Linked DNA regions of Drosophila melanogaster: region 1 is linked to region 2. A link is a contact called in public Hi-C data. All regions are on one chromosome and are shown on one strand. The core of a region is the stretch at or near the end of the contact, and the rest is flanking DNA. Distances in the headings are between cores, read along the strand shown.

Region 1 (4,893 bases), core at 2,351-4,850, 36 kb after region 2:
ACAGTGTATAGAGAGCCCGCTGAAAAATTTGCATTTAAATTGCAACAGATTTCGGGGCAAAAAAAAAGCCAATTCCTCACCCTCCAAACAATTAGACGGATTTCCAACTAAACGAGCTCCAGTTTGGTGGTGATAAACAATTGTCCCCGGTGATGCAACAAATATTTACTCCAACCATTTGGTAAACATAATTAGCATTTAATTAAAATAAAATTGCCCATCGATAGACAAGCAATTTGTGATTTGATTATCAAAATCAAATAAGACCGCCGCCACAAAGCCTTTTCGCTTGTGCAAATAGCCGTGCCGCTGCAGAGCCACATAAATATACATGTAGCCATTGGCAATCGGGAACAGGACCGGATCGTATCCGGATCGGCGATAAGGTCCTCCATCGCTGGAACCATCTGATAACTGCGAAATATGTACGTTAAGTGTGCAATTGATTGGATTATGACCCTTTGCTGTGCGTATGGCATTTTATGGGTCAGTGATAGACGGCAAATTGATTTTGTTTTGGTTTGGTTTCGTTAGCCTCTATTTTTGGATGCGCCATTGCCACCTGTTGCTCCGAATTAGTTTTGCTGCCGCTGCACTTTGAGCAGGTGGTGCAAATCGAATTTAAAATTGCATTCCGCGCGTGGGAGGTGTACAAATATCAAGGGAAGAGATACTCCGCATGTTCAACTGAGATGCAACGAGGGAAGGTACATTTATTCGTTACAAAATAAGTAGAAAATTGTAGATAGACATTGGGACTTGGGTAATAATATTTAATCATTTTTAATTAAAACTGAAAGTATTTTAGGGACAATAAACAAGTGCACTGCCTTCCATAAAGGCCTGCTTATTGACCATCAACTTTTTGCGCTGCCCTCGCCATTTTCGCCTTTTTGTCGCTCAGATTGCTTTGTTATTTGTCAACCATTTATTATTGTTCAAATAAAACGTATCCGCCGCCCATATGGATCGTCGAAACACAATTGATTTATACGATGTGCAAAAGGTTGACAGTCGTCCCTTTACTGTAAGGAAATTACTGAACTTTAACAACCTTCTAAAACATTTCAAGATTACAAATGGCGAGGGTAATGACTGAAAATGAATACAAAGAATACGTCTTTAGATAACTTTAATGTTAAGAGTCTAGTTCAATTTAAATTAAATTAAATAAAATATGATTTAAATTGGTGTGAAATTGATTTTAGTTATACATAGGACTATTTTACCCGTCTTACAAAAATAAACCAACCATTAATAAATTTTTACATAACATGCGTTATACATGTTTTTATTTGGAGGATTAATATTGTAATGAGTATTTAAGGCTAGGCGTAGTAACTAAACAATTACATAACTGGAATGACAAAATCTATAGAGCTGTGAGTAGTATATGAACAATTTTGATAGAGCTGCAAGAGCTGAGCTGAGTTGCATACGAGGCGGCCGCACGAGGTGCCACTAAAGCTTGGTTACCCTCAACAATCATATCTAGGCTAAACTATATCGATTCAATTCACATAAATTACCTAAGACGAGTGTGGCTAGAGAAACGGGTTTGGCAGGCGAATCGAGTGGGTTACTCGATCCGTATGACCCCGGCTCCGACACCACCACTGTGTGCGCACATGGGCGGCATAAAGGTCCATTTGTCGGTCTCCGGATCGTACACCTCGACTGTAGACAAATTTGACTCGCCATCATAGCCGCCGATGGCCCACAGTTTGCCCATGTTGGCGGCCAGAGCCACCCGCGAGCGTTTGCAATTCATTGGTGTCACCAGCTTCCAGGTGTCCGTCTGAGGGTCGTAGCACTCTACGGATCGAAGGAATGAGTTGCCGCAGTAGCCGCCGCACACGTATATCTTTCCGTTCAGCGTGGCCACGCCCAGTCTACAGCGACGATTCAGCATGGGCGACATCTTAACCCAGACATCTTCGGCCTGGTCGTACCGCTCCACCGAATCGAATATGGACAACCCATCATGACCGCCAAGGGCGTAGACGTAGCCGTTCAATTGGGTAACTCCACCAGCCGAACGATATTTCATCATTTGAGCAACCTTCGGGTAGTGAAATTAAAGTTGGATCAGTTTTCTTACCCATCTGGGTTACATAGAATGTTTGTTTACTTACAGTCTTCCAAGTGTTAGACTTTGGATAGTAAACTTCAACGGTGTTGAGCGACGTGACGCCGTCGTAGCCGCCGCACACATAGATACAATCATCCAATGCGGCCACGCCCACGGCGCTGCGTTTGCAGAGCATGGCACAGCCCTGGGACCACTTGTTTTTGCGCGGGTCGTAGACCTCAACGGTGGACAGACGTTCGGTGCCATTGAATCCACCAAAGGCGTACAGCTTGCCATTCAGAACGGCCACACCCACGCGAGATCTGTCGAAAAATTGGCAATTAGTATGGGATAGAATAGAAATAAATGCTCCTCGCACACTCACCTCATCATGGACATTTGTTCGCCCATTTTCCATTTTTTGGTGAGCGGATCGTAAATCTCGACCGTGCTCACAGATTCCCCAGTGCTGGCCAGTCCTCCCACGGCGTATATTTGTCCGGTAAAGAACTCACCGGATCTCTGGCGCGTGCGAAAGCTCTGCAGCAGACCCCTGCGCTCGGGCATGAGGTGAAAGTCCTTGGCCTCGTCTAGGAGATCACGGCATTGGTGCGAGGATCGAATGAGTTCCTCGCGGGCCACACGGTCCGCCAGGAACTGAGGCGAGAGCAATGGCAAACGCACTGCAGCCAGGACCTGAGGAAAGAGCTCAGAGCGCTTGTCTTCTGCGTACTTGACCCACTTCATGCAGGCCTCGAAGATGACCTCCTCGGTGCGTACGTTGAGTTCGTCCCGGCGCATCAGCTCCAGCAATTGTTCGCAGTCCAGGGCGAGAAACTCCTCCGACTGCGAGACTTTGGCAAAGTTTTGATCAATATACTTGTCGGCAGCGTCGATTAGCTGCCGGCAGATCATGGAGTCGGCGAAGGTGCGGATTCCCAGGACATTGTGCGGATGAAAGCGGGAGATCAGGAAACTGGCACAGGCATCCCGCACGTTGGACAATTGCAGGAAGCTGGCGCCCACCATCAGGTTCTGCACATTCTGGTTGTCGATGCGCACTTGGCCGCTGTAAACATAGTTGATCAGACTCTCCAGGGCACTTGGCTCTATGGCGCTCTCCTTCATGGTGATCTCCTTGATCCGACTCTCTGCCATGTTGTTGGTGAACATCGCATAGAAATACGGGATGGTGGCCGCCAGCACAACGCGGTGCGCTGAGAAGGTCTGATCTTCAACCTGCAATAATTGGGATGGCATTTTATATTTAGACGCTAGATAATGAACGTATCTCTGAGCTGCGGGTGATTGAATGCCCCAGTCTGCACGCAAACAACCTTTAGGGTGACATCGCACAGCTTGCCCATCCTGCGGATTTCCTTGAACAGGGGGAAACTCTCGCCGAATAGCTTATCATGCTTGTAAACAAAGTATTGATCCTCCACTTGGCTATTATCACTCAAATCCATCACTTTAACGGATCAAGAAAATGATAAACAGTAGAGATGCCAAATGTTGCTTGTACTGCAGAGCTAGTGGTGGTCAGTGGTGAGCGGTCACATTAATCGATAGTTGAGGTTCCTTCGATAGTTGAACAACACCAATAGTAGTGAAACAAATTTATTGAATCATATTGTTTAATTTTAAAGGTAACGTTCTTGGACCAAAATGTAATTTCATAATACTTATTAAAAAGTTGAGCCCTTTTTATGCAACAGTGATAATTAAATCCTTAAAAAGCACATATTTTTAAGACAATATTATTCTTTCATTTAATTTTAATTAGTAATTTTTCCGTTTTTGCGTCACCTTCTTAAAAAAAGACGCTCATCACTAATTGGGCGGTGATGACAGCCCTATCAGCTGTTAGTGTGGCTGGAGTGTTTTCTTCGCTCGGATTGATTAAGGGTCCAAAAACATTTTCGAGTAATCTGGGTCGCTTGCTAATTGGAAAACCACTGATCTGAGTTAAGACATAAATGTTTGGACCGCTATTAAATGCAAGGATACGAAAATAGCAAGTAACATGGAAGCCGCATCACCGAGGGAAACCCAGGTGAGTAAAAAGGTGTCGCTAGAATTGATGATGACGTCTCATCTTGTTATTTGCATTTGCAGAAGAACCCGAATCCGATCGAGGCGCTGAGCAAAGATGAAATCATCAGCAAATACAAAGGCCTGCTCAACATCGCTAAAAAGGCGAAACAGGCAAAAGATGGTAAGTTTGATGGAGAGTTTCAGGGAATCTTCCAGAATAATGCAAGCCACTCTCTTTCAGAACTCACCGAGGAAAATCACCGACTCAAGGATGCCCTTAAACGGGCGGCGGAGAAGCAGAGCAGCCTGCCAGCCATGCAGGAAATGGTCCAGGACTTCACCGATAAGAACCTCATCCTCACCGAGGAAGTGAATAATCTGAAACGAAAGACCAAAGAGGATGCCGATCGACTGACGCAATTCGAGATCGAGAACGAGAGCCTAAAGCGCCAACTTGGGCGACTGAGTGATGAAAACGATGCCCTCCTTGCCAATGTGGATCGCATGGAAAAGGCTATGCAACAGGTCAATGCTCTGGGTAACGAGCAGCGCAAGAATCTGGAACTTTTGGAAGTGGACATTGCCAAAATTAAGGAAGCGGAGGCGGAAAACGCTAGTCTTCGCCAGCAAGTCGCCACGATGGAAGAAGAGTCGAGTGTGCTGCAGCAAAAGTACCAAAACATCAAGGAACTTAACTCTGAGCAACGCAAGAAGTTTAATTCTCTAAAGGACCGCTTCATTGATGTACACCGCAAGTTGAAGAACCTCAAGGAGTGCAAGTGCGT
Region 2 (4,206 bases), core at 185-2,684:
CCAGAAGCCGGTTGGCGCTGGACGAGTACATCGCAATGTACAGTCCAATGAAGTTGTACATGGCACATGAGATGGTGAAGGCAATCAGAGTCATAATCAATGAGATACTCCCCTGCAGAGCCGCAAAGAGATCACCCCAATCGTCGAAAACTGCACGCGAACTACAGCTAAATGGATCAATGCTCGGCAGGAAGTTCATGCAAATGGCCAGCATCGAGGTGATGCCCAAGCCGAAGATTCCCTGCCAGCCAGCAGCTTGCAGTGGAGCAACATTCGAGGTTTTTAGCTGTTTCTCCTCGCAAACATATTGCAGTCCGTGCAGAATTTCAGCAATGATGATGAGTAAGTCGCCGGTCAGAATGGATTTGTAGTCCGTGTAAGGCAACGTGACCAGGTCGTATTCAACGCGATGGACGTCCAGACTGATAATGTCCAGCAGGCCGCACGATATCGTAAAGATGGCCAGCCAGTGCCGTCCGGTCAGCGTGTGATTCAGAAACATGGTGCTAAAGATGCCCACAAAGATCAGGGCGGCGCCTGCGGGAAAGATGAGGCGACGTAAGTAATGATAAGCAAGGCCACTGTCTGATAGAAGTACCTCTTATCATCTGAAAGCTGGTGGCGTAAGTCAAGTAAAGTCCGGTGAACAACAGAATGGAGGCTGCCGCATCCAGCAAAGTGGGCAATAGCATGCTAACAGGGCGGAACTCACTGCTGTCCTGCGACAAGATGCTATCCAGATCGGATATAACCTGTGTATGATTGCCAGATGATTAAAAGTTCCTTAAATACAAAAGCTTTGCCGATTATAAACCAACCGGCATTGGAACTTACTCCACGACGATTGGAGATCAGGCGGATCACCTTGAAGACCGCAAAGCACAGGAACTCGCCCAGGAACATGAGCAGTGTGAACACCACTGGATGTTGAAATCCATGAAGTTTTCCATCGCTGCCGATTACCTGTTGTTGATTGGCCCACCTGCAATGCGTACACGCACACACAGCATCGAGTGCACATTTATTTAGCACTATTACTTACTATTATTAAGCGATCTTTTGGTACTCACTTCACCACCAGAACGTTGAAGGTGCCGCTGAGCACAAAGATCAGCGACAGGAAAACACGATGATCCATTCGTCGGCGGAAGATTCACTTGACGGGTGCAGCGTTAATTCGATTTATAAATATTGACGTTCTTTGTGCAATTTGCAATTGTGACTGCGCAGTGATAAGTGCAAAAAAGTGCGGCCAGACGGTCAATTGACTGCCCTTCCACAGATCTATATAATCCACTTGAGTTGTTGTGGTCATTAACCAGTAACTTTACCTTTTTCAAGGTCAAAAACCTAAGTAACTAGTAATTTTTTTGCAAGTAGTGCGAATTAGTTTGTCTTTACGGGACTTTTGTTTATTTTTTTTCGCCAACAGTGAGACCGCACAGGCTAGCAAAAATACTACACAAAATATAGTGAGCAGGAAATCAACAACGAATATGGTCACACTACAAAGCAACTGGTGGGTTTTAAATTGGCGCGTGAAATTATATTTTGAAATTAAAACTGAATCGACACCAAAATGCTTATGGATTTAATATTAGGGAAAGTGTCACATAAAACTTCGTTGACGATCTTTGGGACTTTACAAATTGTATAAATATTTCAACAGAAAAATGGATTACTTTTGCCAAGTTTTTATTAAACACAAACTTAAAAAATATCACAGGATATGAAAAACCATTTAAATGAAAATACATGAAGTGGTGTTAATGCATTTGCCGCACAATTGCCATCAATTTGCTTCCGTTGGCGCCTGCGTCGCATTCTGTGCTAATTTCCTGTAAATAATTCAATATTATAATATAGTATAGGATCGCAAAATCGATATTTAGCAAACATTAGCAAGCAAAAACACAGTTGGCAACCAAAGCGTGTCCTGTCGCCTCACCTGTACTCTGTGGTGTTTCTTTAAGTGTTGTGATAATGTCTTTGAGTATCTTGTGTTCTATTTAAGTATCGTTTCGTGGAGTGTAGGTGTTCCTAGAGCTCATCTCGCGCCTGGGAGGACGATGGCAGCGTCACCTCCTCCACGGAGCCCAGGTGTATGGTTCTATTTGGCCGACTGAACTTTGGTATGTATGCGACCGAGTCGCTGTTGCTGACCACCGAGTTATGTAGGTGTTCCGTGGGTGCCGCGGGATCAGGACTTGTGAGTGTGATTTTCGAACCAGTGGCCACTCTGTGGAATGCATGTATGTGGGCGGGTATTGTACTGGTGGTGTGACAAGTGGACTAAATAATTCGGATAAATATTCGAATATCCTATGAGTACCTATCTGGGCCGTAACTGATTGTTGTGTACCAAAGTTAGTTATGTATGGTTAGTATAGCGCTACTTGGCTGGTATTAGATTTTGGGGGTATAGCAAAAAAACTGGTCATCTCTCTTGTACCTTATGTACAGCTTTTGGAGGTGATTGTAGTCGAAGAGGAAAGATCTAGATTGGTTGAAAAGATCTATTGGCGCTGGCGGGCTCCACCGCGTGCTCCGCGCAACTTTTGTGGGTTTCTAATGCAGATCAGAGATCGTAATCAGAGATTCGGACTCAGATCCGCCACCTTACCTGTCCCTGGCCTGCATGCTGGCCTCCACGTCCAGGTTGCGAGGCTGCCGGAAGTCGCATTCCAGCGAGAAGGCCGAATCTCCGGGTGTGATCAGCTCTGGGTCGTTTTGGATCACCACGATGTTGGTGTAGAGATCACCATCCCGGATCGTCTGGCACTGGTCCAGCTGGAAGTTCATCTCCATTGTGCGGGATCCCTGGCTGGAAGATGGCTTCATGAAGCACGGCGCAGACTGCTTGTAGAAGCTGCCACGAGTGTACATCACACCCATGAAAGGCTTCTCCGTCTCCAGCACCACGTTCATGGAGTCCGCTCCGCACTTGAGGTTAACCTTTTGAATGCCCTGGTCGCTGCCCTCGATTTTAAAGGTGTCCGAAAGGTCTTGTTCCCAGATTTCTGCAATAGGGCGAAACAATTTCATGCTTGACATTAAAGGTGGTTTATGTAACACGTTTCTATGCTATTAAGTAAAAATATCTGCTTCTTTTGCTTTTTAATGTAATGTTGTACGTTTAGTAAACTAGGTATAATTGTTCCAATTAAAAAAATGCAAGTAACTAAACATAAAAGCCTGCTTAAGTTCTTCAACTTTCTTTAAGCATTTATAGACTATAACTCTCCTTTTCTTTTGTTGGCCACTTTTAAGTGCTTTCTTCGCGTAAGTAACCGTTAGAACCACCTGAGCCTACCATTTCTGTGCACCTTATCCACCGAACCGTTGAAGTTCACTCATCTCTCAGATAGCCGGCATTGCTGGTAACCGGTTTCTGTTTATTTTGGTCTGGCTAGAACAGCGCGCAGCAAAAGAACTTGGCATTGGGAATTTCTTCGCCCAACCTGGATGATTCAGTCACGTTGTTCTCTTGCTGACCCAAGTCGACGATCTTACCTTGGTTTTGATTTTTCTGCTGCTTATTGGCAGATACGTGCACAGCCAACAGCAAATTGCAGGCGAACAAAAGCAGAAAGCCATTCATTAATCCCGACATATTACTGCACTTTATTATTATTTAATACAAAACGATTTAAAGTTATAGCGAGTTTCCTGACTCTCGTAGATATCTTCACAGCTGCAAGCCAAGATTCAAACTGACGAAGCAAATGCGGCTGCGCAGCGCATATAAGCGCGACTCAAAAACTCCACTCACCACAGGCGATGAAAGAAAACTGGAAATATGACTCGACTTAAGAGAGGAAGAGTCGACTCCACAGAGAGTCGGTGAGAATTTGGTCAATAGCAGAGCATGAAAACAGTTAATTGCACTGCGCTTTTGATAAGGCGAAAATTTATTGGCAGCGCCGATGGAAAACCAAAACGAATCCATAAGTATAGACATATTGAGTACCCATCAAAATGATGTACATATATGTAATTATTTAAAAATTCTACAAAAAGATTTAGATTCCTTTTCTGGAAACCAAAAACATTTATTTAAATTAAATTAATTAATTAATTAAGTAGATACGAAATTCTTTTGACAATATCTAGCTTTGTAATGTTTTAGAACTCTTAAAACAATAAATATTTGACGAATTTTTTAAGTAAATCTTAAAACGATAAACTACATTTTTCCAGGGTATA

Evidence for each region. Hi-C and Micro-C count contacts between places; a contact is called where the count stands out from the background.
Region 1: a contact with region 2 is called in a Hi-C map of the Kc167 cell line, with 4 times the contacts expected there. The contact joins the promoter of KLHL18 here to the promoter of Tango9 in region 2. A contact is called at or near these places in 18 of 107 Hi-C or Micro-C datasets (the D17-c3 cell line, the Kc167 cell line, the ML-DmBG3-c2 cell line and 7 more) and 2 of 6 datasets of contacts at active chromatin or transcription factors (the Kc167 cell line and the S2 cell line).

Annotation. Positions count from the first base shown.
Region 1 is chr3R:12,006,834-12,011,726 of dm6, forward strand. It overlaps KLHL18 (Kelch like family member 18), which reads right to left and starts at 3,601. Exons shown (of 5, transcript NM_001275565.1): 1 at 3,409-3,601; 2 at 2,457-3,310; 3 at 2,136-2,394; 4 at 1,530-2,062; 5 at 643-1,095. The coding sequence starts at 3,540. The coding sequence ends at 1,580. GCC185 (GRIP and coiled-coil domain containing 185 kDa) reads left to right here and starts at 3,939. Exons shown (of 5, transcript NM_001104285.2): 1 at 3,939-4,127; 2 at 4,190-4,289; 3 at 4,350-4,893. The coding sequence starts at 4,098.
Region 2 is chr3R:11,973,476-11,977,681 of dm6, forward strand. It overlaps Tango9 (Transport and Golgi organization 9), which reads right to left and starts at 1,435. Exons shown (of 4, transcript NM_001316533.1): 1 at 1,071-1,435; 2 at 835-982; 3 at 599-752; 4 at 1-537. The coding sequence starts at 1,138. It overlaps CG10005, which reads right to left and starts at 3,722. Exons shown (of 4, transcript NM_141880.4): 1 at 3,514-3,722; 2 at 2,624-3,020; 3 at 1,949-2,239; 4 at 1,681-1,838. The coding sequence starts at 3,613. The coding sequence ends at 2,041. It overlaps lncRNA:CR44135 (long non-coding RNA:CR44135), which reads right to left. Exons shown (of 1, transcript NR_073998.1): 1 at 4,165-4,206.